Regions from separate parts of the Macaca mulatta genome. Here region 2 is linked to region 1. A link is a contact called in public Hi-C data. All regions are on one chromosome and are shown on one strand. The core of a region is the stretch at or near the end of the contact, and the rest is flanking DNA. Distances in the headings are between cores, read along the strand shown.

What was found. A called contact is a pair of places that touch in the nucleus more often than the background predicts.
Region 2: a contact with region 1 is called in a Hi-C map of fetal cortex germinal zone, with 2.2 times the contacts expected there. The contact joins the promoter of DCAF12 here to the promoter of UBAP1 in region 1. A contact is called at or near these places in 3 of 14 Hi-C or Micro-C datasets (blood, cortical neurons and fetal cortex germinal zone).

The regions. Positions count from the first base shown.
Region 1 is chr15:65,503,166-65,508,337 of T2T-MMU8v2.0, forward strand. It overlaps UBAP1 (ubiquitin associated protein 1), which reads right to left and starts at 2,156. Exons shown (of 7, transcript NM_001266514.1): 1 at 2,102-2,156. LOC144334646 (a long non-coding RNA gene) reads left to right here and starts at 2,391. Exons shown (of 2, transcript XR_013404757.1): 1 at 2,391-2,928.
Region 2 is chr15:65,561,973-65,567,144 of T2T-MMU8v2.0, forward strand. It overlaps DCAF12 (DDB1 and CUL4 associated factor 12), which reads left to right and starts at 2,025. Exons shown (of 9, transcript XM_015117537.3): 1 at 2,025-3,111; 2 at 3,445-3,699. The coding sequence starts at 2,971.

The sequences.
Region 1 (5,172 bases), core at 906-3,405:
TAAAAAATACACTAACAATCATTGATGAGACTTGTCTACAGATCTATTGTTATCTTTTCATAATACTGTTAGTCTTCTTCAAAATCAAAGTGAAAAAATCTTTCAGATACACAGAAGAAATGCCATGATTAGGAAATCAGTCTTAAACACTAAACTAAAGAGAAATTGAAGAAGTTTTTATATTTACAGTTTATTTTTTTTTCCTTTGCCTTCTTTAAAAAAAACAAGCAAACAAAAAAAAACCACACAGGCCAGGCGCCTATAATCCCAGCACTTTGGGAGGCCAAGGCCGGAGGATCATTTGAGGTCAGAAGTTCGAGACCAGCCTGACCAACATGGTGAAACCCCATCTCTACTAAAATACAAAAATTAGCCAGCCATAGTGACAAGTGTCTATAAGCTCAGCTACTCGGGAGGCTGAAGCAAGACAGTCACTTGAACCCAGGAGGCAGAGGTTGCAGTGAGCCAAGATCGCGCCACTGCACTCCAGCCTGGGCAACAGACCGAGACTCCCTCTGGAAAAAAATAAAAAGAAACAAACAAAAAAGAAGTTTTTTTTCCAATGAGGTCCTAGCAGGTTAGCAAAGTTAACTGCTGTGCAATGACAGCGATGGTCACTGACTAAAGAAACATTAAGTTTCACATCTCCATAATAATAATGATTGTTATTAATGCAACACACAGTAGGTATTCAATAAACACAATGAATAGAACTAGAAACAAAAATTTAATAAAATATCACTTACAGTAAGTTAATGCAGACAATGTAATTATTTTAAGACTTGAGACATTTCACATTCTTTGCCATAATACGGAATTTTTTTTTGAGTCGGAGTCTCACGTTGTCGTCCAGGCTGGAGTGCAAATGACTCGATCTCTGCTCACTGCAACCTCCGCCTCCCAGGTTCAAGCCATTCTCCTGCCTCGGCCACCAGAGTAGCTGGGATTACAGGCGCCTGCCACCACGCCCGGCTGGCTTTTTGTATTTTTAGGAGAGACGGAGTTTCATCAAGTTGGTCAGGCTGGTCTTGAACTCCTGACCTCGTGATCCGCCCGCCTAGGCCTCCCAAAGTGCTGGGATTTCAGGCGTGAGCCACAGCGCCCGGCCAATACGGAAACTTTTAGTTTAACTAGGTTGGGACATTAACTAGAAAGAACTAACACTAAAGACTAAGTATCTTCTTTTTCCCCACCATCAAATCTGATAAAATTAAAAAGGAAAACATCCACCATATCTAATCAAATTCTGAAATGCTAATAACTGAAAAGACAAAGCACTAACGAGTAAAGTTAGAATAGAATATATGTAATACTTAACCAAATTACCAAATCTGGTTTCGCAACACTGCATGGTGACAAAAAAGTATCAATATTTTATTTCAGTTTAACATAAAACGTATTTTTATGCCCAACCACACTTTTAACACGCTAGTCTGGAAACACAGTTGGCAACAAAGGTCAAAGATCACTGATATAGCTCAAATAAATGAACCTGACGTTCCACAAGAAAGACTGGGGCGGTTCCTGAGGCCCAGGTGGACTGTATAGGTAAGCCTCCACCCAAGAAACAAAAAAGGCGGATAAACATACCTGGAGAAGGCCAGACAAAGCCAAAGATATCCCCAAAAATCACTCAACTCTGGTCTAGTCTCCACCCTTTCTCCCCAGTCTCACTGCCTCAGGGAGAACTAAATCTACACCGCACGTCCCCAGCTCACTCTAAACTCCCCACCACTCACCTTCTTTACTAAAACCTGGGTACCCCTCCCTGACATCCTCTAGTTCCCACCGAGCTCTCAATCCAGCCCGACATAAGTCTACTATGCCTGTCTTCCAGTAGGGTATTAGTCTCCTTAATCCGAACTCATTTTCCCGCATCCCGTTTACCCTCCGCCCCTTCAACTCCGGTCCCCTCACTCCGACCCTTCTCCCAGAATCCTCCCCAAATCGCGGGTCTCCGGCCACTTTTCCCTCCCACCTCCTAGCTCCGGCGCCTTTCACCTCGCTCGGCCCCCCAGCCCGTTTCCTAGTCTCCCAGAACCGGCCCCCCTCCCCCAACTCCGCCCCTCTTCCCCCTCCCCCAGAGGGAGGCCCCTCTCACCTGAATGCCGCTGCTGCCGCCGTCCCAGAAGCCGAAAGGTGCTGGCACCGGCCGGCCTCCGACGCTCGGTCCCCGCTGAGCTCCCGACGGCCCCTAGGGAGAGCGAACGCCACCACCTCCAACTCTGCCCGCTCCGGGCCAGGCCGTCACCGTAGCCACCGCCAGTGCCGCAGCCGCCATGTTGAAGTCCTACTTCCCTCCTCCTTCCCCTCACCGCCCCACCCCTTTGGGCGTCTGACGTCATGGCGCCGCGCTCCACACGCCCGGACCAATGGGAGGAGCCGACGGTGACGTAACTAATCTCCCTTCTAGCGAGGAGCTACTCCGGCAACCTGGAGCGTTGCAATTAGAATGAGTAAACCTTGCTGACCTAAGGGGAAGGAGGAAAGGAGGGGGTCACTAAGAGTGTAAGACTTGGATTTGGCGAGGCGGCCAAAGCGGGAAACCCAAGAGCCTTGAATCGCGAAGGGATGCCCAAAGAGTTAGCAGCGAGTCCTACTTGTGAATTAAGACGTCTAGCTTCTGTTCAGGGTCAGCGACCTGATACAACTCATACGCCTTCTGGGCCTCACTTTTCCCATGTATTGAGGACTAAGTTGAAAGGTGACCTCTAGGCCGTGCGCAGTGGCTCACGCCTGTAATTCCAGCACTTTGAGAGGCCAAGGCAGGAGGATCGCTTGAGCCTGGGACGTCGAGGCTGCGGTAGCTGTGATCGCGCCACTGCACTCCAGGAGAGCAACGGAGCGCGACTCTGTATCAAAAGAAAAAAAAAGAAAGTTGACCTCTGACTCTTCCTTCAGTTCTGACATTCTATGGGTTTAAACCAGGTAATCCAATCCCAAGCCTTCACTACCTTCTGTGGGGGTTGTTGTTGTTGTTTCTGTTCGTGGTGTTTTTTGTTTTTTTGAAACAGGGTCTCGTTCTGTCGCCTAGGCTGGAGTGCAGTGGCGCGATATTGGCGCACTGCAACCTCCACCTGTCGGGCTCAAGTGATCCTCCCACCTCAGCCTTCTGAGTAGCTTGGACTACAGGCGCATGCCACCATGCCTGGATAATTTTTATTATTGTATATATATGGAGAGATGGGGTCTCATCATGTTACCCAGGCTGATCGTAAACTTCTGGGCTCAAGCCTCGCAGTCTCCCAAATTGCTGGGATTATAGGAGTGAGCCATGGCGCTGGCCTTCTGTGTCTTTCTATGTCTGCTGGAATTAGGAGACAGAGAATTATTAATTGAATATGATGAATCTTGGCCGGGCGCGGTGGCTCAAGCCTGTAATCCCAGCACTTTGGGAGGCCGAGACGGGTGGATCACGAGGTCGGGAGATCGAGACCATCTTGGCTAACACGGTGAAACCCCATCTCTACTAAAAAATACAAAAAAAAAAAAAACTAGCCGGGCGAGGTGGCGGGCGCCTGTAGTCCCAGCTACTCAGGAGGCTGAGGCAGGAGAATGGCGTAAACCCGGGAGGTGGAGCTTGCAGTAAGCTGAGATCCGGCCACTGCACCCCAGCCTGGGCGACAGAGCAAGACTCCGTCTCAAAAAAAAAAAAAAAAAAAAAGAATATGATGAATCTTGAGTCCAGGAGTTCAAGATCAATCTAAGCAACATAATGAGACCCCCGTCTCTACAAAAAGTTTGGTAAAAATTAGGTGCGCCTGGGCAATATAGTGAGACCTTGTCTCTACAAAAACTCAAAAAATTATCTGGGCATGGTGGCACGTGCCTGTGGTTCCAACTATTCAGGAGGCTGAGATAGGAGATCACTTGAGCCTGAGAGGTCGAGGCTACAGTGAGCCAGGATTGTGCCAGTGTACTCCAAACATGGGTGACAGAGCAAGATCTTGTCTCAATAAAATAAAATAAAACGACTAGGCACGATGGCTTTCGCCTGTAATCTCAGCACTTTGGGAGGCCAAGATGGTCAGATTGCTTGAGCTCAGGAGTTTGAGACCATCCTGAACAACGTGGTAAATCGTCATCTCTAACAAAAAAAAAAAGTTGGGCATGGTGGTGCACAACTGTAGTGCCAGCTATTAGGCTCTGCAAAGTGAGACCCTGTCTAAAAATAAAATAATTAAAATTGTAAAAAATTATCCAGACATGGTTGCACACATCTGTGGTCCCAGCTAGTTAGGAGGCTGAGGTGAGAAAATGGCCTCAGCCTGGGAGGTTAAGGCAGCTGTGAGCAATGATCATGCCACTGCACTCTAGCCTGGGCAACAGAGCAAGACTGTCTCAAAAAAAATAGAATTTAAATTAAAAGAAAAATAATGTCGGATGTGGTGGCTCATGCCTGTAATCCAGCACTTTGGGAGGCCGAGGCAGGTGGATCACGAGGTCAGGAGTTCGAGACCAGCCTGGCCAACATAGTGAAACCCCGTCTCTACTAAAAATACAAAAAAAATTAGCTGGGCCTGGTGGCAGGTGCCTGTAATCCCAGCTACTCAGCAGGCTGAGGCAGGAGAATGGCTTGAACCCGGGAGGCGGAGGTTGCAGTGAGCCGAGATCACTCCCTTGCACTCTAGCCTGGATGACAGAGTGAGACTCCGTCTCAAAAAAAAAAGTTAACTCTACTAAAAGTCAGAGAGTAGGATGGATGTGATGGCTCAGGCCTGTAATCCCAGCAGGTTGGGAGACCAAGATAGGAGAACTGCTTGAGGCCAGAAGTTCGAGACCAGCCTGGGCAACATAGGGAGGCCTCGTCTCTACAAAAAAAAAAAATTTTTTTTAATTAGCCCTAGGTGGTGCTGCTCACCTATAGTGCTCCCTAACTCAGGAGACACCAGCAAGAGGATCACTGGATTTCAGGAGTTCAAGGCTACAGTGAATACGATTGTACCACTGCACTCCAGCCTAGGTGACAAAGCAAGACTCTTTCTCAAAAAATTAAAAAAAAAAAAAAAGAGAGAGATAAAGGTATAACAGGTCCATTTATTGTTTTGAAAAAAATTTACTTCTGGCTAAGAAAGATTTACATTTCTATACTTTCTGGATGCATAAAGTGTGTATACACTACCATGTCTACTTCTCTAGCCCTATTTTTTCTTCGGAACTTAAGTAGAGAGA
Region 2 (5,172 bases), core at 775-3,274, 59 kb after region 1:
ACTCCAGCCAGGACGACAGAGCAAGACCCTGTCTAAAAAGTAAAATAATAAAATAATAATGATAATAAAGTAGTAGAGTGACTGGGGGAAAAAGTACTCAGGGCACGTAACTTTACTCCAAGAATGGCATTCTTAGTGAGCCTCACTGCTGAAACTGCCTGCTGTAATCTGAAAGCAGTTTTATCTAATACCTGTTAAAACAGCCTACTGTGACTCTCAGAAATAGTTTTACTTATTGCCTTCACTTACCAATCAAAACATGCCAGCTCCATCTCAAAAAAAAAAAAAAGTTAGCTGGGCAAGGGTGGCAGGCGCCTGTAATGTGAGCTACTCAGGAGGCTGAGGTAGGAGAATCACTTGAACTCAGGAGGCAGAGGTTGCAGTGAGCCGAGATCATACCAATGCACTCCAGCCTAGGCTACAGAGCAAGAATCCATCTCAAAAAAAAAAAAAAAAAAAGGTGAGCTCTGCTATAAGGTGCATTTGGGGATGGTTCCTGGGATGTGAAGATGAAGTAAAGGAACTTTGAGTAAGAGCCTGCAGCAGTTCCCAGTGTGCCCCTCTTGGCACTAACAGAGGAAACTGGGATCCAAGCCCAGCCCAGCCCAATCTGAGCCGAGAGATTCTCAAAGGATTCCAGACTCTTGCCCAAGGGCTCCTGGGTTATCCAGAGCATTGCGGGGCAAGACAGAACTAGAACAGACTCAAAAAAGAAAGCTGACCCACTCCTGACCCACTCACTATGTGCATATCTCTAAAGGGACAGGCCTGACCAAATAAGATGGAGCTGCCTTTCCCAAGACATTAGGGGTTAGTGGCAGTGCCGACTTGGGATGACAGGAGACCCTGCTTCAATCTGGTCTTTGGTTCAGCTTGGAAAACAAATCCAAATCTCCTTGTTGACAGAACTTCAGATGGTCCAACAGAGCTCCTTGGAGGTATGAGGCCTGAGGCCTGAAGCCTGAAGGGACCAGCAGGTAATTGGGCACCACAGCCTGAGGGCAATCGGCCCCAAGCAAGAGCATCCTACTTCCTCGGAGGGTTTGTTTGCTTGAGGAAAATGAAGGCTGGCAGTCATATTCCTTCAGGATCTTCCAAAAATGTTGGCAAGGGTGATCCTGATGAAGCCCCCTTGTTTGGTGGCCAACGCCAGCTCTAACTGGACTGGCAAGCCAAAAATGACCACTCTTTCCTGTGGTTCAGAATTCCTAACCTGCCCTAATGGAGACGCAACCTGAATCCAAGAGTAAGGCAGGCAGCGACAGATAAGTTACAGCGTGATGCCTACTTCATAAAGCACAAAAGACCATGTGATTTAGATGGCGGGTCATGGAAATCTAAAGGGGATGGTGAAGTCGCACCGTAAGGGGAAGGTGATGAGGGGCTGAAGCAGTTCGGACAGGAGAAAGGATCAGGAGGAGACAGAGCGGAGAATGGAGCCTGAGGGCTACCCAGGGGTGGGAAGAGGGTAGCCGGAGACCCGTGGGTCGGCCTGGGTTGGTTGTGCTGGGCAGGTTCTCAGCGGTGGGAAAGTCTGGCCACACTGCCTTGGCTTCCTGACTGGACTTCACTTTGACGGGTGGGGGCGGCTTCTGTCCCAACCCTCACCCCCCTGTCCAGCCCTTGGAGCCAGAGCACGGTTTGTGGCAGATTCAGGGAAACGTTTCGTGCCAGATGGGAGGTAACCGGTAGCGGCTACCGGCTAAAGGCCTGCACTAGGGGGGGATTCCTTCCCCCAGCAGCGCTGGTGGTCCTCATTTCCGGGTGCCTGCGGATAGGCGGGCTGGGGTCGGAGGTCGGCGGCCAGAAGCCCGATTCCCTCGGCCCCAGCTCGTCCACGTCCATTCCAGCGGCTGCCAAACGACCTTCGAAAATGGTCCGGCGGCGGCCGGGAAACAGCAGCTAAGTCTCTTCCAATCCCTAAATCCCGCCCCTCTCCTTCCGGCGGCGTTTCCGTGGCGACGCTGTCCAAAGTGCGGCTGCGCAAGGGTGACGGCGCGCGGGCAAGGGGGAGGGGGTGTTTTGGTTCTAATCGCTCGCCGTCCTTCCAGGCTCTGCCGTCGGAAAGCTTCTAGTTCTCGCTTCACCTTCCCTCTCCTGGCCCCAGTCCTTCCTCTCTCTTTCCCTTCTTTCCGCCTTTTTTCTGCTGCCGCTCCGGGTCCGGGCCATTTTCCGGGCCGGGCGCACTAAGGTGCGCGGCCCCGGGGCCCAGTATATGACCCGCCGTCCTGCTATCCCTCTCTTCCCCCGCCCCATGTGGCTGCGGGGCCGCGGCTGCGCTGCCCACTATGGCCCGGAAAGCAGTTAGCAGGAAGCGGAAAGCGCCCGCCTCGCCGGGAGCTGGGAGCGACGCTCAGGGCCAGCAGGTGAGGGTTGAGAGGCCGGCACCTAGGTGGTGAGGCCGAGGCACCAAGAGGGGTTTAGGGTCCGCAGATCCTGCGACAGGAATTGGGGTCCAAGGTCTGCAGTCAGAGGCAAAACAGGAATGGGGCCAGGGCTTGTGGAGTCAGGGCTGGACCCTCGTTAACTGGAGGGCAGATAGGCCAGGGCGGTGAGGAGCCAAAGGGGAACTCAGCAATGGGACATAATCCGCGGAAGGCCTGCAGCCGTGGATAGGGCTTGAAAAGAAACCAGAATCCTGGCTTTGGAGGAAGGGGAAACCGAAGTTAAGGGAATCGGAAACCAACTTTGGTAGAGTGAACACTACCTTCAATGGACCCTAGGAAGCTGGGATGATTGCGTCCCTCCTCGAAGAAAGAAGGAGTCTCCCTATATGTATACCCAACCCTGAACTGGGCTTTTTGGCGTTTGGACCCCAAAAGAAACAACAGTTCCCAGGTATCATCTCTATACCGCCCCCTTTGGAAAGGAAGGTCTTCTTGGACATAGTTATGGCCTCTGATTTCCCGGGGGCCTACTACCCCGTTGGTAGTTGATTTTTCGAATTCTTCAACTGCCTGGAGCGCGGGCATGATGACAGAGGAACGGTCATTGATGATGCATCCCTGGAAGACCTGGCGCTCAGGTCTGTCTCCTTGGACTGTATCTTACCTGCTCCAGTGGGAGTGCAGACTGAGAGGGAGAAGGGGGCTGGGCAGAGATGCAGCCCAGGTTGGTATGGGAATCACTCGACCTCTCATTTCCTTCAATCTTTCACTCCTGAAAGGTCTAGTAAACCTTTTAGCCTGTTCTATTCTTCATTGATTCCCTTGACTTTTAGCCCTTGTAATTCACATAGGTAAGTTTGACTCTGAGCAACTTTTTTTAATGTTGGAAGAGTTAAACGACTTTCTGGATTGAGATTCTTGTTCTCTTGTGTTTGTATTTCTGTTGTTTGTAAATTCTGCAGTATGAGTTATGAGTTGTTGGTGACTTCTGTAATACAGCAGGATCCGTTCGTTAGAAGAGCAGCCAAAGCCCTGATTTCTAATGTTGTTTCCACAGTTTGGCTGGGATCACACGCTTCACAAAAGGAAAAGACTTCCTCCTGTGAAGAGATCCTTAGTATACTACTTGAAGAACCGGGAAGTCAGGCTACAGAATGAAACCAGCTACTCTCGAGTGTTGCATGGTTATGCAGCACAGCAACTTCCCAGTCTCCTGAAGGAGAGAGAGTTTCACCTTGGGACCCTTAATAAAGTGTTTGCATCTCAGTGGTTGAATCATAGGCAAGTGGTGTGTGGCACAAAATGCAACACGGTAAGTGTCTGGGGGGCTGTGACCTCTCCCCTAGGTCCTGGATATATCGTGCCACTTGCTGTAGAACCTCTCGCTGCTAGTTTTCCCATCTGTTTCTTTTAGAAGGGACCAGCCTTACTCTCTTTTCCATTCTTTCCCGTTGATGACTTCTTCCTCTCTTTTTGTGCTCCTTTTTTCACTCATACATTTCTTTTCTGGTAAGTCTTCAAAGGAGTGTATTTCTTTAGGCCCTCTCTGGATGTGCTGCTTCTAGAGGGTTGTTTGTTTGTTTTTGCCTCATCTTTTTATGCTGGTTTTTAAACCATAGGCCTCAAAGGAAAGACTTAAGAAATAATGATGCTCAGAGCATCATTCATGATACATAATAGTGAAAACAGCCTAAGAACATATGTCGAAGTATTTAAAATAGCACACTTGGCTGTTTTTTAGTGAATAGAATCTAAAAATGTATAATAAACTGAGATATGAGAAATACATGAACTATTTTCTATAAGGAAGGCAGGGAATGTGTGTCTGGTAGTATATTTCAGGGTATAAGCATTTGCTCTTTGGAAAGTAGCCTTTTTAAGAGTGACTAGAAAGACAGTTATAAATGAAGTGAAAAATTTCTCAGTAAGCTTTGTAACCAACCCAATTATAGGCCACGATAAAATAAGTCAAAGAGCAGAAATGTTTGGAACAGAGTCCACAAATAGCATGTCAGATAAATGGCATGTCAGAATGGCAAATAAAAAGAGGCAATGCCTAGGGCCTAGGGGTGGGAAATGATTACGCCCAGCCCTCCCTCCATTTTCACCTCACCCTGTATGAATAGACAAGTAATGTCATAATGTGTGAGTAAATTGACCCTGGACTGAAACACATTTTGGATCATGAAAAGAGAGAAGCTTGCTCTAGATTAAGAAAATCTTGGCCGGGCGCGGTGGCTCAAGCCTGTAATCCCAGCACTTTGGGAGGCCGAGACGGGCGGATCACGAGGTCAGGAGATCAAGACCATCCTGGCTAACACAGTGAAACCCCGTCTCTACTAAAAAATACAAAAATCTAGCCGGGCGAGGTAGCAGGCGCCTGTAGTCCCAGCTACTCGGGAGGCTGAGGCAGGAGAATGGCGTGAACCCGGGAGGCGGAGCTTGCAGTGAGCTGAGATCCGGCCACTGCACTCCAGCCTGGGCCACAGAGCGAGACTCCGCCAAAAAAAAAAAAAAAAAGAGAAAATCTTAAGTACTAGGAGAAGTGTCTGTTTATAAAGGACGTAGGCAAAAATTTAAACAGTTTTAAGGAAGGAAATAATACCATGGTGGTTGGTCTGTTTATAAAGGACATGACAAAAATTTAAACAGTTCTGAGGAAGGAAATAATACCATGGTGGCTGGGGCCAACCTTTCGTTTCCTCTTCTGTTGAGAGTCGCTTGTCTTACACAGAAGCCTTTCAAAACTAAGTGGTGGCAACAAGCCTCCACAGAACTTCCTTTT